Regions from separate parts of the Mus musculus genome. Here region 1 is linked to region 2. Evidence: chromatin contacts called from public HiChIP or PLAC-seq data. All regions are on one chromosome and are shown on one strand. Each heading gives the region's core, a stretch centred on a gene start, on an enhancer-like site or on the middle of the called end of the contact. The rest is flanking DNA. Distances are from core to core; before and after follow the strand shown.

Region 1 (4,772 bases), core at 160-2,659, 250 kb after region 2:
CTTTCATCATCCGACTGGGACTCCACATTTGTACTTTAACGCCTTCTCATGACCCCGAAGCATTCCCAGCAAGGGGACTGTAATCTTACAGATAACAAATGCCACTTCCTGCTCACATACTGTCAGGACTTAGTATGAATTAAATTAAAGGATACCATTCTACTATAGCACTCTTAACGACTCCCTCTCCCTACTTTTGAGAATACCTGACCCACGGGTTCTCAGCACCCACTGGACTTAAATAATCCAAAGCCACTGCGTCCAAGGTCATACACGATCTGAAGACCTTCACCTGCCTTCAAAACGCTTCACTTTCAGGCCTCTGCCCTTTCTACTTATTGATCACTCTACCTGGATTATTCCTAGATCCGTTCCTTCTCGGCTTTCTGTTCCTCACGCTTCTATCTCCTCCTTCCCAAAGCTTGGCCTTCAAGGACCTGCTTCCCATGCTGCATCCTTCTAGATCCTAAGCTCTAACTCACCCTGGCCGGCAAGTCCCACTCCAACAACTGCTTTTAACCACAAAACTGCTGGACACACTTAAGGCTGCCAGCTTTCTCCACCCCAGCCCAAAATACCAGGAAGAAACTAATTTCTAAAGAAAGCATTTGCAAATGATAATGTAACATGTCACCTCGAAACAAAGGCGGTAACCCAAGGCTGGGCTGGTTAAGTAGTGTCTACCGAAGACCTACCCCCTACTCCCCGCCCAAGAACCAGGCTTGGCTGATGGTTCACACGCTTTTCAAGAGCCGAAACCAGAAGGGTCGGAGGAGTCTGCGGGCGGCTGGCGCTGCCTACCTTGAACTCTGCGGAAAGTTGGGGCGTGTATTCGCGCGTCCAGAGCGCGCGCACCAGCGCCGCCAGCTGCTCGGTGACCTCGGCGCGGCCCGGCGCCGCCCGGTAGCGCCCCAGCGCTAGGAACTCGGCCAGCAGGTCGGTGTTGCTGAGACACTGCACCACCGCGTTCATGAAACAGGTGTTGCCATGGTTCTTCAAGCCCTGAGCGCCGGGCGGACGCGCCCCGTCACCCGAAGATATCTGGGGTTGGGATCCCGGAGGACGATCTGGCCCTGGACTCCCGGCAGAGGCTGGTGCCGGGCCCGGGGCGCAGGCAAAGCCCCCTTCTCCATCGCCATCGTAGGGACTGGGCTGGGCCGGGGGCCGGGGCGGCGAGTCCCCCGAGCGGGAGCGGCTGCCCAGAGCTAGCAGGAAGCGGTTAAGCAGGCGGCGAAGGGAACGGCGGCGGCGGGGCCGGGGCGCGGGCGGCCCCTCTCCCAGTGCGTTCCCCACGCCCGGATCCATGCTGGCCACGCACGGTGGTCCGGGAGCGCAGCCCCCGAGACCCCAGGCGGGCCGGCAGCTTCCCGGTCCTCACCGCCTCCCGGAGGCGCCGGGCGCCGGCTACCTGAGAGCCAGGTGTGCGGACACCGGGCGAGGGCGGAGCCAGGGGCGGGGCCGCCACGCCACGCCCCACGCGGGAATCCGGCCCTAGGGCAGCGCCCGCCGCCGGGCTCCCGCCCCCGCGGCTGGAGCTGGGAATGCACTCCCTCTGAGCCCGCCTAGTGGACTTCCCCGCCCTTCCTTCCCGCCTTGGAACAGGCCTTTCACCTCGGCTCGCCTTCCCCGCCCATCCCTAAACAGCGTAGCTAACCCGGGGATGGAACCTTCTGAAGCGCCCAGCGAAGCAAAGCCCTGGCTCTGGCTAAGTTTCTGGTCGTGGAAGCCAGATGAAGACTAAGAAAATTGACCGGCGAGCGGTGCCCCTGTTCGTGCCCAGGTGTCCCGAGAGGCGCGCGCTGGCAGCTGTGCAGGTGGGGAGCCCAGGCTCAGGTGCATGCGGTCAGGTGGCGCCACCTCCTTTGCAGCCTTTGCCTACACCGGTCACCCCAGGACCTGAACTGGGAGTGGGAATGCTAGTGGGTTGGGAGTTTGTTTTCTTTTTCTTGCTGTTTTGTTTTGTTTTTTTAAATAACACAATAGGTTACATTCATTTTCCTTAAACTTGGGAGACTTGAACGTCCTGGTTTTCATTGGTGAAGGGAGCTCAGCGAGGTTGAGGCTGTGAAAAGAGAGGAACCGGAATTCGACCCTCCCTGGGTGCACTGCAGAGTTCAGGCTCTTTACAACCCCAGTATTTGCTTGGCAGGAAGTTTTCCGGTTCTCAGGCGCGCCCCCTACTCGGTTGCTGCTTCGCTCCTCCACGCTAAAGCCTGGCTGTATCCTTACCCAATCAGAATTAGTTTGGCCTCGCCCCGCCCTTAATTCCCTGGGTAACCCTGGAGGCCTCTGCTCCTTTTATGCCTTAACTGTCAGGTTTATAATTAATCAGGCAAGGTCTTGCAAAATGAATTTCTCATCAGTTTGTAGCTCAAAAAGAGATCAGCAGCTTTCTGGAGTCAGACTTACATCAGAACCCAAAAATGTGACTTGCTATTTAATAATAAGTGCTCATCATTTATTAAGTATCCCTCCTCGATCTTCACATAGAATTGCAGCAGTTACCTGGTGCCAAAAAGTTGCATAAGTTAAGGATAAAGAAGAAACTGTAATGTGGAGACTTGAAGTGTAAAAAGCCACCATTTACCTTCCTGGGAAAGACATCCACCTAGTTGATAAATTTATAAGGTTCATTTCATGACCCGGATGTACTGAAGGTGCCGTGGTCATAGCAGACTCTGATAAATCATCTCCGGTATTTCACCTTTGAGATCATGTCAAGATCCCCAGCAGGGAGTTTTCATTTGGTAACAGTTTCGGGAGCGGCTGTTGCTTTTGTTTTGCTAGGAGGTTGTTGGTAAGAAGGAGGGAGTCCATCACACTTATGTTGCTCAGGTTTGTCTGGAACTCTCATTCTCAACCTTAGCCTCCTGAGTGCTGGAATCCTGGGTGTGTGTCTCACGACTCACAATAAATGTCTGAGCAGAAATCTATTCTTACTTGGCAAAGTCGAAAACTGGAGCTAGAGTTGGTTTATGAGCTTGCTGTAAAGGCTAATTTTTGATTGTCGATTCGATCAAATTAAGAATCACCTGATGACCCTGTCTCGAAAAACCAAAAAATCCAAAAAAAAAAAAAAAAAAAAAAAGAATCACCTGGTTGGGGGTGGGGGAACTGGAGCGATGGCTCAGCAGTTAGGTTAAACTGCTCTTCCAGAGGTCCAGAGTTCAAGTCCCAGCAACCACATGGTGGCTCACAACCATCTATAAAGGGATCTGATGCCCCCTTCTGGAGAACAGGTGAACATATGATAGTGCACTCATACATTTGCATATATATATTTCAGAGGGACTTTGGGCTATAATAGAGCAGGTAAAGGTATTGGCTACCTGACGACCTGAGTTTGATCTCTGTGAACCACAAGATGCAGAGAGAGAGCTGACTACCCCGATTGTCTTTGGGCTTTTATCTGTGTGCTATAATGGACACACACTAAGAAATTAATAAATATTTTAAAAATCAGCAAGCGATTGAAGCATACCTCTGGATGAGACTGGGAGGGTGACTCTTGAGAGGATTAATAAGTTGGTAAAGACTCAGTCTAAGTCTGAGTGGCGCCATCACGTGGCCTAGGGGCCTGGAGGGAATCAAATGGGTACGGAGAGCCCTCTGCATTCCTCTCTCCTTCCCGTCTTCAGTGACTGAGTGTGTATGCCTCACCAGGAGGGTCTCCCCTAGTGCTGGGGGCAAAGCCACCACGTTCAAAGCAGTGAGTCCGAGTAAGTCATTGCTCTTTAGATTGTTGCTGTCAGGTATGTGGACACAAGCTATACAGGAGTTAACTAATACACCTGCACAAAGACCTGGGTTCAAACCTATACCTATACCTATACCTATACCTATACCTATACCTATACCTATACCTATACCACTTCACCATTGAACTGATCATTTAAAGGGTGAGTTTGGACTAGGGCGATAGCCCTGTGTATGAGGCCCTGGTCTACCACGCACAGGTGAGCTCGCCTCATCTTATTTTTATAAGGAAACAGCATCCTTCTCTGGGAACAGGTCAGGAAGAATGCCTGTGGATTTGGATTTTGTGAGACACAGAAAAGAGATCATGGTCAGAACCTTCTAATTTATTAATAATTTGAAAGTTTATCCAGTACATATATATATATATAGGATAAACTTTCTCTTTAGTATATTTCAATTTCAACATACAATGTAAGATAGTAAGTGTTAACATATTGTATAAAGTAAACAAATAACTTCAAGATAAAGTAATTTGACTATAGGGCAAAAATAGGTGTGAGAAATCAAACCCGGTTCTGGAGTTATGCAAACTTGGCCCTGGACAGGCCTGTGCTCGACACAGGGTGGAAGCTGCGGAGATCCAGAGCCCATCACGAAGCAAATGGGTATTTCCACCTCAAGATGGCTCCATCTGCGCTCACACTGACGATATACTGGTTTCCTGGACTTATCCGCATGGCCATGATGTTGCCGCTGTGCCCCACCCCGACGTGAGTCACTTCACCCTCGTTGTAGTCCCAGACTTTGACCAGATGGTCATGGCCACCTGAAACACAATTGCATGGCGTTGCTGGCAGAGACTCCTAAACAGCCCTGGCCTCACGGAACTGCTTGCTTTTCAACACAGTGTCCCATGTGCCAGCTTGAAGGAAGAAAAATCCATATTTATATAAAGCTTTTTTTGATCTTAAAAAAAAAAAATCTATGTATGTCCTAGTAAATTTAGAGTGGAAAGGAAAGTACCAATCAGAATTAACCACTAAACACACCAGCATCTTATCTCCTTCCACTGT
Region 2 (4,248 bases), core at 701-3,200:
CAGGGCCTCCTAGGTGCTGGAGCACAGCAGAGACCCTCTGCACTGTGCCCTGCTGCTAGACAGCAGCCTCTGGGTACCCAGTTCTGTTCCCCTTCTTCTGGGTATCGGGCTTGGAGGAAACCGTGTCTGAGAATTACCTACCCAGCCTCTCAGAGTGCTTTGGAGAGCCCCAGGCCAGGCCTCATCTCCCTCTCCGATGGTGACAGTCCAGATGGGGCTTAGGGACACGTTGAACCCTCCCAGCCTCACAAGAATATTCAGTGGGAGAACTCCTGTAGGGATTGATGCCTTCTCTGCTGTCTGTCTGCAGAACCCTACCTCCCCCTCCATGATCTCAAATGACAGCCACTGTGGAAAACAGCTTGTGATAATCACAGAAATAGCACACATCCCCACTCCTTCCTAGGTCCATCCTCAAATGAATCAGAACCAGGGACTCAAACAAGCATGCTCAGAGTCACAAAGACTACGAGGCAGAAACCACCCAAATCCCATCAGGAGGTGATCAGCTGCAGAAGCTGTAGCATACTCACAGTGGATACCCGTGGATGCACAACGGGGTATCATTCACCCATAGAGAGGAATACCGAGACCCTCTACTCTATGGAGGAACCTCAAAAACGCGATGCTGAGTAAGAGAAACCATCCACAGTGGGTCACAGAGTATATCATTCCAGTCCTCTGAGATGTCCAGAATAAGCAAAGCCATAGAGACAAAGCCCATGAGTTGGTGGTCAAGAGGGAAATGAGGAGTGGCAGTTAATAGGTGCATCTTTTCATTTTGAGTGTGTATATGTCTGCTGCAGCTGCTATAACAAAGTACCACAGGTTGAGTAGCTTCAACTATAGGAATTTGCCTGGGCCTGGTGGTACACATCTGTCTGTAATCCCAGCTCTCAGGGGTGGGGGAAGAGGTGGGAAGATCATGAGTTAAAGGCCAGCCTGGGCTACACAGTGAGATCCCTGTCTAGAAAAAGAACAGAGGAAAAAAAAAAGCTTCTATTTTGTCTCAGTTCTAGAGACTGGAAGTCTAAAGTTAATGATCCAGTAGGGTCGGTGTCTGACATGGGTTCTCCCTGGGGCGACGGATGGCTAAAAATCACCTCTCCCCCTCTGTCTGGGCTGGCGTAAAGAAGCGGCCCTACAGGGACAATAATCCTATTGGATTAGGGCTCTGCCCTCCAATCTTAACTACTACTCCATCCCCCACATCCTTGGTCAGAGTTTTAAGATATGAATCAGAAGGCTAAAGGGGAGGGGGGTAAATCACAAACTTTTATTCATGACAGGGTGACAAAGTGTTTGGACTCAACTACACTGTGGATGCTGTAAACACTTTTAAGTTGCTCACCTTAAACTGGATGATATATCACGTGTGATTTTCACCTCAAATGAAAAACAGTCAAGGCTCTTGGGAAGTCAGTACCAACAGAGTCCTCAGAGGACCCCTCTGTCATCCCATCCTGCTGGGGTGAACTTCAAGAGTGGCCCACAGGGGTTGTAGTTGTGAGAGAGGTGTGATGGCGAATCAGCTCTAATCTGCCTCATGGCTAGAGTCATCCTGGGACAGAGATTTTTGCCATCTGAATATGGTTCTGATTAGGGCTTCACATGTGCTGACTGCAGCCAAGCCACCTCCTCCCCATCAGCCACAGGAAAACCCAGCAGGGCCTGTGTCCCTCTTCAGACCTGAACATGGTTAGCTGTCTCCTGGCCTCTCCTACTGCCTTCTGAGCCTGAGACAAGGCAGGAAGCACACGGAAGTAGCCCTGCCACCAGGGAATGTAGCTTCCTTTGGGTCCTTGGCATCACAGTATGGCTCTGGAGGGCTTCCAGATCCCACCCCCTTGGCTTGGGCTCCTGCCAGGGACATTTTGTCCCGCCAGCACACAGCATATGCTCCTAAGATAAGCAGCCTGCTCCTCATGCCAGACCCAAATGCATGGGCACAGTCAACCACACAAGCTCAGGTGCATCACGTGCACACACCCAGGCAAACCTTTACCGGCAGGCACAAAGTATAACAGCGCTAGATCCTGCATCTGCAACACGGCTCTGGACGTTTGGCCCGGTGCACCTTGAAGGCTTTGTGTGGATGTGGGGGCTCAGAGACCACAGGACAGATAGGGTACACTTGAGCTATCTGGCAACTTAGATGCCCTATTCAGATCAGCTGTCACAAGGCCCGTGCATGCTGGCGATTCAGCAGCCTTCAAGGACTGCCTTTTGCCTTTTGCCCTCTCACGTGCAGGGTAACGATGAAATGTGGGTCATTCTTGGCTGGCGGTTTTGACAGGAGCCTGCATTTTGATCTGTTGAGCCACAGACTATACATGAAGATAGAATACACCAGACAGCTTCTCATTTGCCTCTTTCTTATTAGATGCCATCTTTGAATGAGGATTTCTAATGGCTTTCCCCTAAACAATTAAAGTTTGTTTTTAATGAACACATATTCATTTGGACCTACAGGGCCAAGTGAGGTAGTTCTGTACATTTGAAGTGCCTTAGAATGCTGAGGAGCAAGGACATAGTAGGCATAGGGCTGAGGCCATCTGGTAATAAGGAGTGTCACCCCCTCCACCTGGGGCATGCTATCCCTGCTAGTAGGACTGAAGTCACTATCCAGGATGCGAATGGCCCAGCCCCCACTATCCTTGAGCTAACAGTCTCAAGATGCCATACCTGGCCTTAGCCAGTTACCCCATGTGCTCGGCTGGCAGCCGACTTACAGCCCTGTAAGAAGAGGCTTGGCCCCTCCCAGGGCCTTTTCAGACTGTATGTCCAGAACCTTCTGTGTGTCACTCAGCTCCCATGGCAGCACCACCTCACTCCTGCAAGAGGGGTGGCTTATTGGCTGTCAGGTTGAAGCTAGGATCTGCATTGAAACCCTGTATGCATGGCATGAGGTGATGGTCAGAGTTCCTTTTTACCATGCTGTCTCCACACAGTTCTCCTAACAGCTGCCTAAGGACCAGAAACAGAGCTCAATGGTTGAACATTTGCCTGCTACATGGGAGGTCCCAGGCTGTGTTCTCTAGTGAAATACACAGGCATGCCCTTGAGGCTCACCAGCCTGCCCTATCTGTGTGGCTTTGAGTCGGAGACCCTTATGTGCATAATTTATAAAGAAAAGAAATTGTTTATGGTTCTGAAGGCTAGGAGGTCCAAGACCAAGGAGCTAGTATCTAGAGAGTGCCTATACATTGCCCTAGCATGTGGCAAAAGCCACCACATGCCAACAGCAAGGAGAGAAGACCACTTCAGAGCACCCGAGCATTTTGTTATGGCCTCAAGAGACCCACCTCTAAGTATTATTTATTTATTATTATTTGTATGACTGCACTGTCACTGTCTTCAGACACACCAGAAGAGTACATCAGATCCCATTATAGGTGGTTGTGAGCCACCATGTGGTTGCTGGAAATTGAACTCAGGACCTCAAGAAGAGCAGTCAGTGCTCTTTTTTTTTGTTGTTGTTTTTGTTTTTATTGTTTTTTGAGACAAGGTTTCTCTGTATAGCCCTGGCTGTCCTGGAACTCACTCTGTAGACCAGGCTGGCCTCGAACTCAGAAATCCGCCTGCCTCTGCCTCCCGAGTGCTGGGATTAAAGGCGTGGTGGCCCACCACGCCCAGTTTCAGTCAGTGCTCTTAACCGCTGAGCCATCTCTCCAGCCCATGCAGGTCTGCAGGAAGGTGCATTCTCCTCCTCACAGCTTCCCAGATCCCAGACCTTACAGCAGATATGTCCACAGCATCATCACCCCAGATCCACCTTGTCTTTCTCTGATAGGACGCCAACAGCACACTTCCTTCTTCCAGACTCTATAAATGCCACTTGACAGTTTCTCATGAACACCCACCAAGACCAGGCTAGCACTGCCACCAGCTAGATAGAGAAGTAGATCATGAGGACCAATCTGCTAACTGCTGGCTTGGAACCTGGAAGCAGCAACTCAGGTGCCCTGCCCCAGCGAGCTGTCTTCTAAACAGCCTTAGCCACTGAAGTTTAATAAATTCCCCGGGACTAGCGGCTTTCCCATGAAATGAAGTCAGCTGGCTGGGTGAGAGGTCTGGAGAAGGAGTCAGGGGTCTAGTTTAGAATGGTCATGGGGCTTAAGGGTCCAGATAATGAATTCTGTATCTCAGGGCCTTTGGAAGTCTCCAGGACTTGGGGAGATGCCTTCTGCTTGGTGCATCTCTTTGGAGCAGAGAGATGGCACGGTTTAGAGTTCACGCGGCGAGCCA

The links. HiChIP or PLAC-seq counts read pairs in DNA pulled down with a chosen protein or histone mark.
Region 1: an H3K4me3 HiChIP or PLAC-seq map of forebrain shows a contact between it and region 2, with 4 times the contacts expected there. The contact joins the promoter of Usp43 here to the enhancer-like site in region 2. A contact is called at or near these places in 1 of 484 Hi-C or Micro-C datasets (embryonic stem cells), 2 of 115 datasets of contacts at active chromatin or transcription factors (embryonic stem cells and forebrain) and 1 of 9 other capture datasets (adipose tissue).

Annotation. Positions count from the first base shown.
Region 1 is chr11:67,920,744-67,925,515 of GRCm38.p6, forward strand. Usp43 (ubiquitin specific peptidase 43) reads right to left here and starts at 1,410. Exons shown (of 15, transcript NM_173754.4): 1 at 802-1,410. The coding sequence starts at 1,305. Cfap52 (cilia and flagella associated protein 52) reads right to left here. Exons shown (of 14, transcript NM_027963.2): 14 at 4,063-4,525. The coding sequence ends at 4,350.
Region 2 is chr11:67,665,966-67,670,213 of GRCm38.p6, forward strand. All of the region lies in intron 8 of Gas7 (growth arrest specific 7), which reads left to right. It also overlaps a transcript of Glp2r not described here. Among named protein-coding and RNA genes, the nearest start is that of Rcvrn, 27 kb to the right of the region's middle. Within about 2 kb of position 1,951, at least 39 of the 459 cell types and tissues checked have an H3K27ac peak or open chromatin away from gene starts, as enhancers often do. A contact at or near this core is called in forebrain, where this site is marked.